Linked DNA regions of Mus musculus: region 1 is linked to region 2. The links are chromatin contacts, called in public Hi-C maps. All regions are on one chromosome and are shown on one strand. Each heading gives the region's core, a stretch centred on a gene start, on an enhancer-like site or on the middle of the called end of the contact. The rest is flanking DNA. Distances are from core to core; before and after follow the strand shown.

Region 1 (3,068 bases), core at 13-2,512, 270 kb before region 2:
GTTCAGGAAGATGGGATAGCCTTTGTTGTTCCTGCCACTGTCAGAGGTGGGGGGGTGGGGGGGGAGAGGGAAGATGGAGCCCGAAGAGGTCAAAGGGTAAAGAGAAGAAAGATGACAAGGGACTAGAGGACACAAAACGAAATAAACCAACAACAATCTCCGCTGCAGGGGATGTCACAGCCTCAGGTGGTACCAAGACCTAAAAGAACTAAGATGGAGACATTGAGGATGACTGTGAGGAGAGCAGATGTCGATGCATTACACACATCTCCCTAGAGCTAAGAGAGCCGGACAGCAGAGAGATACAAGTGAGCTCTCTGGTAGGAGAAACACCATGAAACTGCCAATGAGCCGTATGGGTCCCTGTGTACCTTGGTGGGCACAAAGAGTGGCCAAGGGGGAGAAGAAGGATTGTACAAGTACATCACTGTCAGGGTAGAACCAGGCTCAGTGAAGGTGTGTGTGTGTGTGTGTGTGTGTGTGTGTGTGTGTGTGTGTGTGTGTGTGTGTGCGCGCCCGCGCGCGCCCGCGTGCATGTTCTCCTGAGTCTGCTCCTGGAAGTATAGGCTAAAGGGGATGTGGATTAGGGCCACCAAGGACAGAAGATTTTTAGGAATATGAAGCAAGGTTGGCTGGCTTTCAGGCTACCAGGGTCCCTTCTGAAAGTCTGTAGCCACTGTCTTGGCCCACCAGAGTCTCTAGGCTGTTGGCAGAACGCTGTGCCGAGTCCAGGGAAAACAGACATCTGAAAGCATCTGGAGGCAAGGAATCAGCGAACTGCTGCCCAGTCTAGAAGGGCCCAAGTCTTTCTCCTAGGTTGACTTTGGACACAAATCTAGAATCCCCCGGATCGTGCCTCCTTGCTGTGCCATCTCCGTTCCTTGGGGGTTTCCAGGTTTCTTTCTCTGAAGGGCAGGCATTCTTTGCCTGGGACGCATACCCAAGAATGTCTCTTGAAGCATAGATAGTGACAAGAAACTGCAGAACTCCAGATTTTTTTTGGGAGGGGACGGGGGGGGGGGTAGATCTCGGAGGATACAGACGGCCTGGGCGCGCACCACCGCCAGGGGGACGTCTGTAGCCCTGCGGGCGGTCCGGAGCCTGAGTTGGTAGGGTGGGGACCGTGCTCTGCAAGAGGTGGCCCGCCCGCAGGGCGCTGAGGCCTGGCGGGGGCGGGGCGAGACCGGTGGGGGCGGGGGCAGGAGCCCGCCGGGCGGGGCGGGGGTGGGCGCCCTGCTCCCCCTCCCGCCCTCCCTCCTTCCTTTTCTTTCTTTCTTTCTTTCTTTCTTTTTTTTTTCCTGGGCTTCTCGCTCTCTTTCTTTGCCTCGGCAGCTGGCTGAGGGGGCGGGCCTTGCAGTCTTTGTTGCCGGAGGAGCGAGTGCAGCTGCCCGGCGGCTAGAGTCAGGACCCGGACCTTGGGAAGAGTTTAAAGCCAGGCATGTCCTGAGTCGGACCCAGGCCCGGCTGGGACGCAACGGCGTAGACGAAGGAGTGCACAGGGGTCGTCCTGCGGCCACCCCGTCCGGGCCATGCACCGTGGTCCGAGTCTCCTCCTGATCCTGTGCGCTCTGGCGTCCCGCGTCCTCGGACCTGCATCAGGTGGGTGGCTGAGCCTCTGGGACCCGTCTGACCCTGCCACCCTTTCTGCAATCCCAGCCGCTTCTCTGTGCACCCCGCGCAGGACCGGCTTACTCTGAGACTAGGGATCAGCTGGGGTCGTGTTGGCAGCTGAGAGAAGCTGCACCTACCGGGAGCCATCCTTCAGTTGTCCACTCAGCTGGCATCCGGGACTTGCCACTGGAGTGAGCTTGCACTCTCTTCGGGCTTCGGCTTCCCTGCCGCGCGTGCTGCGCTGAGTGCATCTTTCCCAGGAGAGCGCTCCTCCGAGTGGGCTGGACGATTCGCGCGAGACGGCTTCTTACACACTCCTTCGGGGTGACTCTCCTGGAAAGCAAACTAGCCAGGACGCTGCTGGGGACCGCGCCAGGTCGCAGGTCTACCGGGGTCCGCCGCCTCTCCTCCCAGCTAGGCGGACGTGGGGGTCCGAGTCCCCATCGCCTTTGCATTTCCTGTTTCCCCCTCCCCCAAGTGTTCAAGGGAGGGGAATGGGGGAGCCTGAGCTTCTTCCTCCGCCCTGGGTTAACTCTCCCAGCCCCGCCTGGCCGGCCGGCCTCCGACGAGCCTCTGGCCAGCATCCAGGCTCTTGTTTGGCCGCGACCTGCGTTGTAGCGCGCTTCTGGAGAGTCCGGAGCAGCGGGCCTGGGACTGTGAGAGTCAGGGATGTGGAAGACCCCAGAGCCCGTGTTTAGCACGCTCCAGGCCAAATGGGGGCTGGTTATGTATCTGCAGGTGAGGGATTCAAGGGTATGACAGGGGTGACGGGACTGGAGGGATGAATGAACTCTTGAGTGAGTTGGACCAATATGCATGGGGCAGGGGTGACCTCAAGGAAGATCTGCCCTGAGCCTGATTAGGCCATTTGCCATCCTGGTCAAGATACTGTAGCTGTGGGCCTGGATGCCAGGGACATTTAAAGCACCGAGGAGAACAGCATTTTGGGATTAATCTAACAGTAACATTCGAGAAGTCTGGGTGTGTGAGTGTGTGAGTACCTGCTGGGACCTAGCCTTAACACATTCTTATTTCTCAAAATCTGTTATCAGAACTGCAAGGCAACCAACATGTATAAAAAGTTCTTCTATGGGTATGGAAACAGGTTAAAAGATTAGCGTGAACTGTCAGAGGGGGGCAGTGGAAAGAGAAAGCAGAAACATCCCTTGCTCCTGGGCCCTTGGAAGGTGTGTGTGGTCAGGGGAGGTCCACCTTTTAGGGTTTTTTAAGAGGTCCGAAATACTGAAGATCAGTTGCTTATTACTGGGTAGTAACTGCCAAGTAGTGGCCATTATCTTTATTACTCTGTTAGACAAACGCCATAGGATTTCTTTGATGAGTCTTTGATGAGTCCTGCTATTTGGATTTGTTGCCTGGGGTGCCAGCAGGCCAGTCACCCTCTCTTCACTAATCTAGACTCTGCTGCCCACCAGTGTGGAGCATGTGTCTCTGTAATC
Region 2 (3,013 bases), core at 443-2,942:
TAAACCAAAAAATCCTATTAAAAAGTGGGGTACATAGCTAAAGAAAGAATTCTGAACTGCAGAATACCAGATAGCTGAGAAGCACCTAAAAAAATGTTCAACATCCTTAATCATCAGGGAAATGCAAATCAAAACAACCCTGAGATTCCACCTCACACCAGTCAGAATGGCTAAGATCAATCACTCAGGTGACAGCAGATGCTAGCAAGGATGTGGAGAAAGAGGAACATTCCTCTGTTGCTGCTGGGATTGCAAGCTGGTACAACTACTCTGGAAATCAGTTTGGTGGTTCCTCAGAAAATTGGACATAGTACTACTGGAAGATCCAGCAATTCCACTCCTGGGCATATACCCAGAAGATGCTCCAACTTGTAATGAGGACACATGGTTCACTATGTTCATAGTAGCCTTATTTATAATAGCCAGAAGCAGGAAAGAACCCAGATGTCCCTCAACAGAGAAATGGATACAGAAAATGTGGTACATTGTCAGAAATTTTAGGTTGACATCAGTTCTTTCAGATTTTGAAGCACGTTATTCCTGGCTTTTTTGCATTCACAGTTCCCATTTAGGAAGGAAATAGCAAGAGAGATGGAAGGAATGGAAATTTAATGTCATCAAAGTATTTCACATAATTGAATGAAGATGATTTGAAGAGTAGAACAAAATAGGATTGAAGTATATAGACCATAAGATAACTTGCTTAGGGAATGGTTTATAAGCAAGGAAAAATGACCCTTATATTAAAACAAATGCAATCTAATGAGAGCTGAGGTTGATGTGGTGACATGATTAATTTTGATTCATCTAGCAAGAGTGAACAAAGACTAAGGAAAAAAAACTTTGTTTAAGATTGTTGCAATACAAATTATTATAATAAGAATTTTCTAATTACATCTTTGAATGCATGTGTCCCAAGGAACAGCAGAAAAGAGTTTTCCCCCCATCCATAGGAGTAAACAAGACTTTACATCATTGACTGTGGAGAAATCAGATGAATGGTCAGAAGGGCCCTACATAAATATTGACTAGATAATGTTTTACCTTGAGGTCAGACACATCCTGGGAGAGGCTTTGCATACTGACTGTACTGATGATGGGATAAAAATCACAAACAAAATTTTGGGTTGGTGAATTTAGTAAACATTTTTGCTCAGATTGACCAGTGGGTTTAACGAGTTTAGACTATCACTTGTGAGTCACAGAATAAGAAGTTGGAGTCTGTGTGGCAATTTCCAACTGTAAGCAAGGGAGGCCACTGTGGGTTTGATCTAAATTACATGGGAAGTGATGGTTCACCACAGGAAGAAGCCATCTTTGGCTATGAAAAGAGTGGAGACACTTCTTCATTGTCTCTGTTTTGTAGGATCACAGTCCTTGGGTAGATTAATTAGGCAAGTTTCAGAAAGAGGAAGTTAGTTACATTATGGGGAAGTTGATGGAGAATGAAATGAAATGCAGAAATTACACAATAATTCAAGTGTAATTGCCCTGAATCAGTTAGAGACAGTCGTGATTCAAATGTAACAGCCTGGCAAGGAGGAGGCAATAGTCATAAAGAAAGAAGGATTGAAAATATTTTTAAAAAAATCAAATAAATCAATAACAAATACTTGGACATCGTAGTGTTTGATTTGAGAACTGAGCCTAACATATTTTTGAAGTCAAAACTCTGTTAGAAATTTAATCCTGTTAACTACAATTTCCCTTTAAGTTCTTCAGTGGTCTTTTTAGTTTTTGCTATGTATGCGATCCTTTGATTCCCAAAGTCCTTCCTTAATCTTTCAGAGACTTCATTTTCCCTTAGTATGTTTCCTTCCCTTCATGTCCTATACTCTTGTTTCATCTGATTTCATTTCACAACCAAAATTAGACTGCCGTATCTCTTGTTGTTGATCAATTTCTTGTTTTATAAAGTCAATTATTTTATACTTTATCTCTACCTTGCAGAACAGGAGTCAGAAAGAATGTGAGAACTGGAAGTCGGGGAGAAGGGCTTTGAATGTTCTCTTCTTCTAGATAAGACATGGCTTTTTAAAAGTATAACTTACTGCAGCTGAAGTGCTTGTATTGACCCTGTGCAGGACAGGTCTTACCAAGCATCACTCATGGATAGAGTGGCTTGAGAGGCCCTACTTATCACTGATTAGCCATTGTTAATGATGGATTCCGGGAGAGAGGACACCACTGGATTCAGTTGTGTATCCCGTGATAAGTCTACCCAGCTCCAGTGAATAGGTCCCAAACCACAGTCACACATACAGCCCTGCTTAACCTCACTGGGCCAGAAAACATAAACGTGGAGAAAAATTAGTAGGAAAGAGCGTTGTCAGGTATGGGAAGAAGGTAAGCTGGGGAAGTAACGGGAGTCATAAGAATGAATTACATCTGAGTACAAACTTTTCCAATAACAGATTCAATAGATAAAAAGAGACTGTATCCTTTAACTCTAGATCTTTATCTGAGTTAAAATTATAACATATATCATAATCCAAATTATATCAATTCTTGTCTTATTTTTACTGCTAAAAATATATTCAAAAGACTGAAGTGGTTTCCTCAGCGGTTAAGAGTATTTCTTAGATCTTCCCAGCCACCACAGGGAGAGGAGTTGCCTCTGTGTCCGCTCAACTGTAATGGATGCTCAAGCTCCTGTTTTCTAATCAAGAGGAATAAGCAGACATACAGCACAGAACCCAGTTTTCTAAAGGCCCAAAACTTCTGCTATAAGGGGCTTATTTACTGCAATACTGTGTAAGTGGAGCCCATAGGTGACATTAAAGAAACAGTAGAGTACCCTGACACTATCAACACTGCCCCGCCACCAGTGTTCCCTATTCTTTCTTTCTTTTTTTTTATTACATATTTTCCTCAATTACATTTCCAATGCTATCCCAAAAGTCCCCCCTCTCCCCCCCCCACTCCCCTACCCACCCATTCCCATTTTTTGGCCCTGGTGTTCCCCTGTACCGGGGCATATAAAGTTTGCCTGTCCAATGGGCCTCTCTTTCCA

The links. A called contact is a pair of places that touch in the nucleus more often than the background predicts.
Region 1: a Hi-C map of bone marrow-derived macrophages shows a contact between it and region 2, with 19 read pairs. The contact joins the promoter of Adamts7 here to the enhancer-like site in region 2. A contact is called at or near these places in 11 of 39 promoter capture datasets (the 3T3-L1 cell line, the HPC-7 cell line, HPC-7-derived erythroid cells and 7 more), 3 of 484 Hi-C or Micro-C datasets (bone marrow-derived macrophages, myocytes and pre-B cells), 4 of 115 datasets of contacts at active chromatin or transcription factors (bone marrow-derived macrophages, embryonic stem cells and stem cell-derived neural progenitor cells) and 2 of 9 other capture datasets (adipose tissue and embryonic stem cells).

What each region holds. Positions count from the first base shown.
Region 1 is chr9:90,161,716-90,164,783 of GRCm38.p6, forward strand. Adamts7 (a disintegrin-like and metallopeptidase (reprolysin type) with thrombospondin type 1 motif, 7) reads left to right here and starts at 1,263. Exons shown (of 24, transcript NM_001326351.1): 1 at 1,263-1,599. The coding sequence starts at 1,530.
Region 2 is chr9:90,429,734-90,432,746 of GRCm38.p6, forward strand. No RefSeq gene overlaps it. Among named protein-coding and RNA genes, the nearest start is that of Gm39398, 28 kb to the right of the region's middle. Within about 2 kb of position 1,693, at least 32 of the 459 cell types and tissues checked have an H3K27ac peak or open chromatin away from gene starts, as enhancers often do. A contact at or near this core is called in bone marrow-derived macrophages, where this site is marked.